Regions from separate parts of the Mus musculus genome. Here region 1 is linked to region 2. A link is a contact called in public Hi-C data. All regions are on one chromosome and are shown on one strand. Each heading gives the region's core, a stretch centred on a gene start, on an enhancer-like site or on the middle of the called end of the contact. The rest is flanking DNA. Distances are from core to core; before and after follow the strand shown.

Region 1 (5,653 bases), core at 209-2,708, 210 kb before region 2:
TGCTGAGGCAGGAGGGTCCGGGATAGGAGTGTAGCATGGGATTTGAGAGGTGCAGCAGCCACTGGTAATGACCAATCAGCGGAGGCCTTCTGGGATGCAGGAGGACACAATGGACTCTCAGGGACTCGGAGAGGCCGGATGCTGAGGGATCATCCCGTGGGTGGTGAGGTGACCAAGAGCAGAGACAGGAGAGGGGGAGGGGCCCCAAAGGTGTGATCCACAGAAGCCACATCATCCCGAGGAAGGAACCTCTCTTTGGAGGTTAAAAATGTCTATTTTTCTCATGACACGGACGGAGGCTGAGAGCTGATGGGAGGAGGAGGAGGAGGAGAAGGCAGCAGATGGAAAGATTGCGGGATGAGGGGGGGCAACGCATTCTGGGGGCCTGCCCGGTGCCAATCCCAGAGAGTCTAGGATGCGGGATGGATGCTGGAACAGAGAGCAGATGGGGAGCTGGCTGGGAGCCTTCCAGCTTTGGGGTGTTGCTACTACCAGAGGCGGCCGCTTTGAAGTCATACCAGCCTGTTGGGACAGGATGTCTGCGGAGCCTGTGGGAGGGAGGGAAGGGAGGAAGTTCCTGGAGGGAGGCAGATGACAGGGAGGAGGGGGGTACCACCTTCTAACAGTTACTAGGCTGTGGAGAGCTTCAGCTGTCCAGAGGGAAGGCACACAGGCTGTGGCTCAGGCATCTCGAGGCTGAGGATGCCGTGGTCTCCTGAAAGGCAAGCTGTGGTATCTAGCTTTGGCCAGGAGGGTACCAGGGTACCGTCACCTTGAGCCTCTGCACATCTCTCTGGAGGGCAGAGGCTTGCCCCCTGATTGAGTGGTAGGCGAGGCCTCAGAGAAGGCTGCCTCCACACTTTCCTAGGCCTTCTGGTGAGCTGGGTCAAAACCAGAAGCAGCAGCTAGCCATCCAAGCTCTCAAAAGGCTATTGCTAGAGGTGGCAGAGAAAAACGTGGTTTTCTCTGTTACCTTTGGGCTCTGGGGAAAGGATTCTTTGAGCCTGCGGGAATGATGGTCACATGCCAGCAGGAGACCACAGGAAAGGACAGGGGAAGGCAGGCTGGATTCTAAAGGCCTCCCCCTCACTGCACCAGGTCCTCTTTGAATCCCCCTTCCCTCTGGTTGCAGGCTTAAAGATGTCTCTGTCTTGTACTTACCACTGACTTCCGAATGCTAACTCGGGGCTTTGGGATGGGTTTCGAGGGCTTGTTCTCAAAGCTTTCTGGGAGTGTGGAGGAATGGCCCCCTTTTCTTGCTTGTAGGGCTAGTTGGTAAGCGACCTCAAATGCCTGTCCCAGCGTCAGGATGATTTCATAGGCTAAATTCTGCAAGAGCAAACAGACAAGACAAGAAGAACATTTACTAGAGGCACACAAAGGGTCAGAGTGAGTGGATAGCTGAGGAGCAGCGTGGACCTTGAACTGCCCCACCGGCAGCGGCAGTGACTCAGGGGAAGTCTGTTAGAACAAAGCACTCTGGACGCTAGTCACTGAGGTAGCATCCTTGGAGCCAGGCTGCCAGACCTCCTCCCCCATTAATTCCTTATAAGCAGAGCCCTCATGCAGCCCACCAGCCCCGGGTGCTCCTCCAGGTGCAGCTCGCTTGTGGGTGGCTTCTTTGCTCATGAGACTTGGATGGGGGGAAGGGGTTTGTAGCAGTGATCCCACACGCTCCATGGGAGGTGTTCTTGAGAACTTTGGGTCTTTTTTACCTCAAACATCTGTGATTCAGTGAATATATACGAAGCACAATCAGAATCTAATTTAGGCCGGGGGTAGAGGCATTAGTCATGCTGGTGTGGCGTCTCACAGTTGCAGCAGCGAGCATGCAAACATTGTTCAAATAGAGCTAATTATCCGTCTATTTCTTGAGGTTTTTTTGCACTCCCCAAGGGTTCACGCTCTATATTTTATCATCAAATCACCAAGAGACGAGAGTTTGTCAGGGCAGGATACCATACCAAACCTCTCCTGGGACGTACGTCCTCTGCACAGAGCAGTTCTCCCAGGGTTGTTCCCGCCTTTCTTCACATACTTATTTTTTGACTTCAGCTTTCTCTCCCACACGCAGCTTCCCCTTCTCTTCTCCCACAGGGACAACATGACATTAGCCCACTGGAAGGTGGGATCGGAGCCACAACATCCTTACGCCAGAAAGCATCATAGAGGTGGGTGCCTACTGGTCTATCCAGAATGACCCTGGGGTTGAACCTGTGGCTTCATGCGTGCTTAGCAAATGCTCTACATTGAGCCACAGTCTCAGCCCGAGGATGCTCTCAGTGCTACTATACAGGCTAAGAACAGCCTACCGTGACCATCCCTACCGTCTCTCTCTATGGTTTCTTTCAAAAATGCAGGTAGCACTCTGCTTCTGCTGAAAGTACACCATGTCTTCCTGTTCTTATTACCCCCCACTCCTTCCCAGCATGCTTTGAGAAATGTTAGGGACTCTGTTGCCCTCAGCACTCAGTGAGGATGGACTACATGAGGTGGACTCTTCCATGGGGAAGAGTCTCACCAAGTCTGGACCAACTGGACTTTATGTCAAAGTCCTATCAAGTGTCCTTGTCTCAGACTCAAGCCGGGCAATGTCTATGATCTTGAGAGCTGGTGGGACAGTCAATCTCTGTGCTCCTCTCAGACACACATTCGATTCTGTCATCCCGTCCCTTGCACAGCCAGGCCATGCACTTCCCTGCAGTGAACACTAAGCCATGTTTATTTCCACAGCTGAGTCAGACGAGTAAATTAACAACTCACCAACAAATGATAGTGGGGGAGCACTGGGAGGCAGCTCTGACCATCACTGTACAAAGAGGGCTGAGCCCTTTCCTCTGCCTACTACTCTCTGCCTACACTGTGCACACGTCATTCATTGGCAGCTTTGCCTCAGGGCAGGAGGGGGGCCGGGGTGGGGTGGGGAGGGTGGGAGGGAGGTGGGGTCAGGACGGGGATGGGGGCGGGGTCTGTAGAAGTCCAACGGGGCTTCTGACTTCCCTGGTGTCTGTTGTGAAGCTAACAGGCAGCCTCTGCACGAAGGAGCAGTGAGCTTAGGGTGCAGATTCCTTCAGCACTAGCCTCAGACAAATTTCCTGCGTGTGAGAGCTTTGTGAGACTACAGGGTCTTCACGTGGAGGTCAGAGCTGCTCCTCTGAGTGGCTGAGGCTTTCAAATGGTTACTATGGGTTACTTTGGGAAACTAAAAGTTTCTGTATGATACGAAGTTAGATGTTTTGTCCTCTTTTGAAATGAGTGACTGGTATTAGAAAAGTCCCCAAGGAAGAAAGGGAGACCAGACCACTCAGCCCCCAACTGGCTTTGAACTTGTGGCAGTCATCCTGCCTCAGCCTTCCCAGAGCTGGGATGACAGGTGTCTTGCTTCTCTCTTCTCTTCTCTCTGTCTTTGCCTCTGTCTCACTCTCCCTTCCTCCCTCTCTCCCTCTTCTTTCCCCTCCCCCTTCTCTGAGACAGGGTTTCTCTGTGTATCCTGCCCCCCCCCCCCCATGTTCTAGACCTAGGTCTGTAGACCAGGCTGACCTCAAACTCACAGAGATCTGCCTGCCTTTGCTTCCCAAGTGCTGGGATTAAAGGTGTGCACACTAGCACATCGTTCTGTTCTTTTTTTTTTTTTTTTTTTTTTTTTTTTTTTTTTAATTTTAAAAACAGAATGCCTTAGAGTGTTTTTCTTTTCTTTTGTGATTTGGGAAGACCTGGATGTTGTTACCTTTCTGTCTTTTCTGTGGCCTTAATGTTTTAAACACGAATGCTGGATGGGAGGAAGGGAGTGGCTCCTGGGCACTGAGACCTGCAGTGAGGGCTGCACTGTTTGTCTCAGGGTACCAGGACCCAGCAGGGAACAGGTGCTGTCACAGAGGACCTGAGGGCATTCCATCAATCTTCCCTCCATCCCTCTCTTCCTTCTTGCTTTCTACCTCCTTCCTCTCTCTCTTCTCTTCTCTCCTCCCTCCCTCTCTTCTCTTCTCTCCTCCCTCCCTCCCTCCCTCCCTCCCTCCCTCCCTCCCTCCCTCCCTCCCTCCCTCCCTCCCTTCCTTCCTTCCTCTCTTCTTTTCCTCCAGGGATGGAACCCAGGGCCCTAAGCAGGCAGATGCTCCTACCGTGGAGCCACACCGTCACCCTGACCGAGCACACATGATCCAGTGTATTTGCTGCAGGATCATTCTGCCTGCCTCTGCTGTTGTGTCACCCCCACTATGCACAATGCAAGGAGAATTGTTCTCCCCAGAGCTGGACACTGTAAGGCCAACATAGAAAACCATATTGTAGCAGGACTTAATTACACATTAAGTATATTCATTATATTAATACACTAATTACCATGAGTAATGTGAGGGCAATTTTACTGTTGTACAGATGGGAGGAGTCCCACAGCCTCTGCCTGGCCCTATTGTAGCACTTGCTTCGGGAGTCAGTACTGTGTGACCACTCTGAGACCACTATGCTTAGAGATGATGCTGAGAGAGCCAGGTGGTGGTGCTGCCTACTAAGGACTGAGGCTGGTCCAGTCCAGTCACCTCACATTTCCCAGGCTAGCCCTTAGATGTAGGCTTTACAGTGCCATCCAGCATGAAGTACATGGAGGAACCTCAAGGCCTAGGCAGACCATAAGCTGAGCATCTACAACTGTCCAAGCTGGCCCAAATAGAGACCCCAGATATGGTGGGCAAAGAGCAGAACCTCAGAATTATGGACTCCACAAACAGCAAAGGAAGGCTGGCTGAACCCTCCCTGGCTCAGGCAGTGTGTGAAGCAGATCCCTCAGTCTCTGAGCTGTGGTGGACAGTGCTTGGTATGGGAGCCCAATCCTGAATTCACCATATCAGGGGCTACCATGAAGTTGAGGTCTGGGGTCCAACTCTGTCAAAGGTCACAGTTATTCCTTTCTATGTCTTGAACCTTGGAAGTCAGCATGGCCAGGCTCATCTTGTGTAATTGCCACCTGTGGGCATAAACTGGAATTCTTTTAGGTTTGTATTAGTTACCTCTGAACCCTAAAAATGCTATGTAGTCATGACCTAGGCTCCTCCTGCATCTTTGTGGCTTAATAGAAGACAGTCTCCTGGGACTAAGGACGTAGCTCAATGATAGAATGCTTAGCCAGCACTTTCAAGGCTTTAGGTTTAACCTCCAGGTTACCGGTCCACCATAAATCTCTAGGGACACATGACAAGTGGCTTTGAATGTTTTCTACATTACACAGTCCAGCGAAGGACAGTAACATGCATGTGCGTTGTGTATTTGGTGTGGCCATGGGGGTAATTATTGGAAGGTGCTTACTCTGACCCTCAGTTTTCTTATCATGCATAGCTATCTATCTTAATGGATCATTCTGAGACTCACTAACAATATTGAGCTCAATGGCAGTAAGATCCAACATGTATTCTTTACTGTGTGCCACGCGGCATGAAAAGTGCGTTATCATTTAGGATAAAGGCAGGGAGTCCCAATTCCGTGGGGGATAAAAATGGGGTGCATATAAAAAAATCACACTTTCACTTTCTTTTTCTCTTTCGTAAGGGCACCCATATGTAGATAAGAAACTTAAGGAGCCATCATATCTCAAGTATGAAGTCTAACAGTACCCAGAAAATGCACATTTTTATTTCTCTTTTGCAAACTGGGGGTGTGGAGG
Region 2 (5,206 bases), core at 786-3,285:
TGTACCAGATTTATGTCTGTTGGAAGAATCAACTGTAGGGATGCACATACAACAGACATTATTCCCACTACTCTAAATATCAGTTTTAATACTGAGCAAAAAAAAAAAAATCAAATGCAAGCTATATTTATGCCATAAGTTCAAGTGGCGATGAATGTAATCCATTAGTTGAAATGCCCCCAACTTCAATGCTTTTAGTCAAATCTGGGTAGCATTTATTTACCACATAGTAATGAGCACCTGACAATAGGAATACCACTGCCTGCCTTCCTCGTGGTTTGCTTTCTCAGATGATGCATATGAGATGAACAGCCAAGTGTCTTTCCCTCCAGAGGGCTGAGAATAAGAATAGTTGACCTTTTCCTCTCTCTCTCTCTCCCTCTCTCTCTCTCTCTTTTTTTTGAGAGTCATGCACAAACTATTGGAGATTCAAACATATTGGAAAATTCCCCAAATTCCAGACAACATGCACTTTTTAAAATATCAATGCTGTTGCATTAGAATCCTCGGATCAAGGATGTTTAACTAATAGGCCTTTTCTTTTGTTTGAAGACATTTCATTTTTATTTTGTCGTTAGAAGACCTCAAGGAGAAGTTAAGAATCCGGTTTGTGTAAAAGCCTAATTAACTATTGAGCGGTGTGATGTTCCCTAATAATCGAATCAGTTGCATCAAAAAACCATGAGGTGCTTTCAAGTGTTGAAATGAAGGTCCTAAATTGATCACCTGAATTATACGCTCCTTTATCAAAATGTCCAGAAATTTGTGTAGACTGCATTAACATCACACCATCCCAGTGAATGATGGTTTGTTTTAATCTCTTAACCATTAGGAGTCACCTGAAGGGCAGGCAGGCAGAAGTGGTTATGCTGGCTATGAACTGCGGTTAGGGTGGGTACTCAGGGTAGTATGAGAGATCACAGTGGAAGTCAGAGGAAGTGAGCTTAAGCTGCCTTCACAGACAAGGGAACTCATTAAAAATGGGAGACCTAACAGATGTCAGGGAGTTTAGAACACAATCAAGAGGACTGCCTGGAAAGAATTTTTGGTTTTATTTTTCCAAATATGTACTGTAATTCGTGTGTATATATTTATGCAGTGGTGGATTTCATAAAGTCGCTTTCATATGAATATATAGTGTATTGTGACTGCATTCATCCCCGGACCCTCCTTGTTCTCTGAGGAGTTTACAATGTCCTTCTCTATGCTGTAGTCGCAGACCCACTAAGTAGGTGTCTCTCGGGTTGGGGGCTGGCAGGGAATGGATTCTGTATTGCCAGGGAGGGAAAACCACTGCCTGGGCCAACAGTTCTCATGTGCATTCCTCAGACCATGATTCCTTTGGCAGCTTGGGAAATTTAGGTTCAAGGTCCCACCCGGACACACCAGGGTGAAATCCAGGTTGCATGTGATCCTACTGTGTGCTTACTAGGAGAATCATTATTTGAGATAAGTCATATCAGACACTCCCATTCAGGCTGAAAGCCCTTTATGATTCCCTTCTGCATTACAGGAAAAAACTAAAACACATGACGCTCACTCCCCACAAGCATCTCTTCAGAGGAGAGGGAGTCTAACCTTCCACTGTTATCTCCATTAAACTTTGTAGGAGGAATCATAGAGCCAAGAAATAACAGACTTCTGCATTCCAACTGAGACTTGTTTGCAGAGGGGTGATCCTGGAAGTCACTGAGACCACCAGAAGAGACAGATGCACTGAGGTTATTATTAGAGGGGAAAAAGGCTTTCCATACTGGAGAGGGAGAAATCCCTAAAAATAAAAAGAACAGAAAATGACTTAAAGTAAAATTTCATTTTCCTTTTTCCTTTGAGAAAACAGTGGCTTTTTTGGGCCTGTTTCTGATATGCTGATAGAATGGAATGGAGGTCCTCAGTAGTTAGTATTCAGTATGAAAGGAGAACGGCATAAGAACATATTCTAACGTTGCGTTGGTTTTCTCGCAGTACCATCCAGCCCCCAGAACATTCTCTGGCAGCACCCACACTCTCCTGTGCGAGGGAATAAACTTGGCAGGAGACTGGCAGGCACAGGAGCCTCCTCCTGGTGCTGGTGCTGAGGGATATGCTTGTGACTAGCTGGAGTCTGCCGACTCAGGATGGTGTTAGAGGACGTCTTTTGGCTTCAGCCAGATGAACTGGAATGTCACAGTGGTCTGTGTAAGACTGGGAAGAGGGCCAGGAGCCATAGCCAAGCAGAAGAGGAGGCTCACTGGGTTACTCTACACAGGTTTACTGTGTCGCCTTCTGGCCAGTGGGCAGGATGAACAAGGCTGAAACCCGTTGAAGGTGAATTGCTGTTTGTGGGCCAAACACTTTATGGGCATTTTTTAAACCTATCTTCAATCAATCCCCTCATACACACAGACTCTGTACAAATATTGTCCTTATAAGCTAATCATCAAACCAAATAAATTCCTACATGTATGTGATTTATATATATACAACTAAATAAAGATTGTCTACAAAGTCTAAGATAGTTAATTTTGTGAAACAGAACTCTCTCTCTCTCTCTCCTTCTCTCTCTCTCTCCCTCTCCCTCTCTCTCTTTCTCTCTCTCTCTCTCTCTCACTTTCTGCCTACCTTCATTTCAGAAAACAAATACCATATGAGATTATTATTTTAAACACAAATTGCACTTAACAGACAGTGTTCGGGTAAAGCCTCTGGGTTGTAAGTTAGCCACAGATTCTACCCGACTCAAGGCTGTGAAATGCATTTCTGTGAATTATTGTGTGCTGAGATCCACTGCCAATACTTGAGCAGACATCAACAGGCTCAGGGGGAAATGAGATCTCCACACACTCAGTGTACCTCTTATTAAAGCGAGGTGCTCGGTGACCCAGCCTCAGTCTAACCACAGAGCTAGATTCTCTGGGTTTACAAAGATGAGATGCTGAGAAGGAAAATGAGAAGCAGGGAGTCACTCGCAGACACATAACTAGCAATTTGAAGCTGCTGCTGGGATCATTTGGTCTTTACATTTTCTCTTTTTCTAGCCTCTGAGAGTCCTCAGGGACTACTTGTTATTCTTTCCTGTCCAGTGGCCGCTATGTTCAATTATGGCCCTCTGTTCCACTGTAGACTTTTGCTTTCCACGCTAGGAACACATCTTGGTGAGATATATTTACTCCCCCAGGTAAGCTCCATCATTTTCTTTGTTCTTCACTAGATTGTTCTCTAATGATGTCGTTCATTTTGTTGTTGGTAATATTTTCACGCATTCTACTCTGGATCTTATATTCCTCTGTGACACCCCTGCTCACTCCAGAATACTGCCGAGCGCCTCTCTGCCTCTTTTATTTACACAGCACAGAAGCGCTGTGAGTCTTGCCAATGACAGGCTGCTCTGGTTTCTCTGGCACCTGGTACACAGCAGACCCTCAATCAATATCTGTTTAATAGGAATATGAATAATATCTGCCCAAATGAATGAAAATGAATGAGCCTAATAATTTTGGTATAATCTTAGACAAAATTATAAACAAATAGTGTCCACCCCTTTCATTGTAGGCAACTTAATTTTTCTTTAATTGCCTTGAAAAAGAAAGGAAGAGAGAAAGAGAGAGAGAGAGAGAGAGAGGAAGAAAACTGGGTCACATGACATACACTATGTAGATGAAAGATGCTCCCCATTTTGATATCTTATGCTCTAATGCTTGATTGGTTCCTGGATAGGTTGTGCTCAGCATATCATGGAATGACTGGTAACAGAGTCCCTTCTAATTGCAGCTCACAGTCCTTTATTCTACCCTTTCTACCTTGAAAGGCTGGTTATTAAGAATGGTGCCTTTTGAACAAATGCCCATCATCGAGGGTTCTTTAAGAAAGCCCTGAAAAACTGGGGCTTCGGTAAGGAAGATTAGGTCTGAAACCCCACCTCTGCCACTATCTGTCTGGATGAAACTGGCTAAGACTTAAAAGTGTCTCTAAACCTCAGCTCTGTATTAGCTACCGAGGATGATGGTGATGAGGATATTGATGGCAGAGCCTGAATTAAAGCCAAAGTTCCTGGCTCTGAAGCTCAGGCTCACAATAACTTTTATCTTCCCATGACTAGATGAGATAATCAGTACAAAAATGCTTGACATGGAGAAAATATTGTTAAAGCAGCATCAAAAGCATGTATGTAAAACACCACCACCACCACCACCACCACCACCACCACCACCAATAACAAGGAGGGCCCCTTGTCCCTTCTCTAGTCCTTGAAACCTCATGTGTGACATGCTCCTATGTGTGGATTTTACTGTCAATGTTTTTTCCATGATTATTTATGTGATTGTGTCTATGTATATATATGTATGCATATATTCTTTTCCTTCACATTTATGGGGATTGCTTACACCTGAGAAGAACTACTGAGTAGCACGTGCCAGAGGTTGAAGTCCAGTTCAAATGTTGAAGGACGGCCTCACTGAGCCAAGAGCATCACTTGTACCCACGGTGTTCTCAGCAACAGCAAGTTCCTGCAGTGGATTTCCAGGCAAAACCAAGACAGGCACTCTTGGCTGAGACACCAAGAGGTGGTTAAAGCAATATTAGAACACCAAGGTGGTAAACCGCTAGGAAAGCAGAGCCATCACTGTGAGACTCTGGTCAAGCTTACACTGTGTGCGAATAGCCTGCATTGGACCCTTATTTATAGCCCTCCCCCCAAGTATTAAGGGTCTTGAGATTTTACCGTTGAGAACAGCTATGGTGGAACAGCAGTCATGACTATGGGACACAGCAGCAAGATGCTGCGGCCCATTGACTATACAATGAGATGAGATGTATCCTGTAAGATGGAAGAATCTTCAATGGCACCTTTAAGGCTTTTGACAAGCATATGTATTTGATCCTCTGTCAAAGAATGCAAAACAGCTAGAATGTGAAGAAAAAAACGGGTTTGGGGTCTGGTCTTGTTATGTGGGGAGAACTTGGTTTCTCTGATTGTGGAGAGTTCACCTCCTAAAGATGCTGGCATTACTCATGTGCCACTTGCTGGTGTTGCAGGCGGCCCTGGGGTTGGAAGGGCAGCTGGCAGAGGAGTGCCAGCTGATGTACCTACTCCCCAAGCTCCTGCTGGATTAGCAGGCCCTGTCTGAGGAACTGGAGGCTCATCCCAGTGGGTCATGACTCCACAGGGAGGAGGAGGCACGGTAGCAATAGCTGCTGCTCTTGCTACTGCTAACATTGCCAGAGC

The links. Hi-C and Micro-C count contacts between places; a contact is called where the count stands out from the background.
Region 1: a contact with region 2 is called in a Hi-C map of cerebral cortex, with 5 times the contacts expected there. The contact joins two enhancer-like sites. A contact is called at or near these places in 2 of 484 Hi-C or Micro-C datasets (B cells and cerebral cortex) and 3 of 115 datasets of contacts at active chromatin or transcription factors (the NIH/3T3 cell line, embryonic basal ganglia and stem cell-derived neural progenitor cells).

Annotation. Positions count from the first base shown.
Region 1 is chr10:90,961,901-90,967,553 of GRCm38.p6, reverse strand. Anks1b (ankyrin repeat and sterile alpha motif domain containing 1B) reads right to left here. Exons shown (of 27, transcript NM_001359241.1): 26 at 1,162-1,329. Among named protein-coding and RNA genes, the nearest start is that of Apaf1, 120 kb to the left of the region's middle. Within about 2 kb of position 1,458, at least 48 of the 459 cell types and tissues checked have an H3K27ac peak or open chromatin away from gene starts, as enhancers often do. A contact at or near this core is called in cerebral cortex, where this site is marked.
Region 2 is chr10:90,750,215-90,755,420 of GRCm38.p6, reverse strand. All of the region lies in intron 17 of Anks1b (ankyrin repeat and sterile alpha motif domain containing 1B), which reads right to left. It also overlaps the pseudogene Gm18670. Among named protein-coding and RNA genes, the nearest start is that of Apaf1, 330 kb to the left of the region's middle. Within about 2 kb of position 2,035, at least 21 of the 459 cell types and tissues checked have an H3K27ac peak or open chromatin away from gene starts, as enhancers often do. A contact at or near this core is called in cerebral cortex, where this site is marked.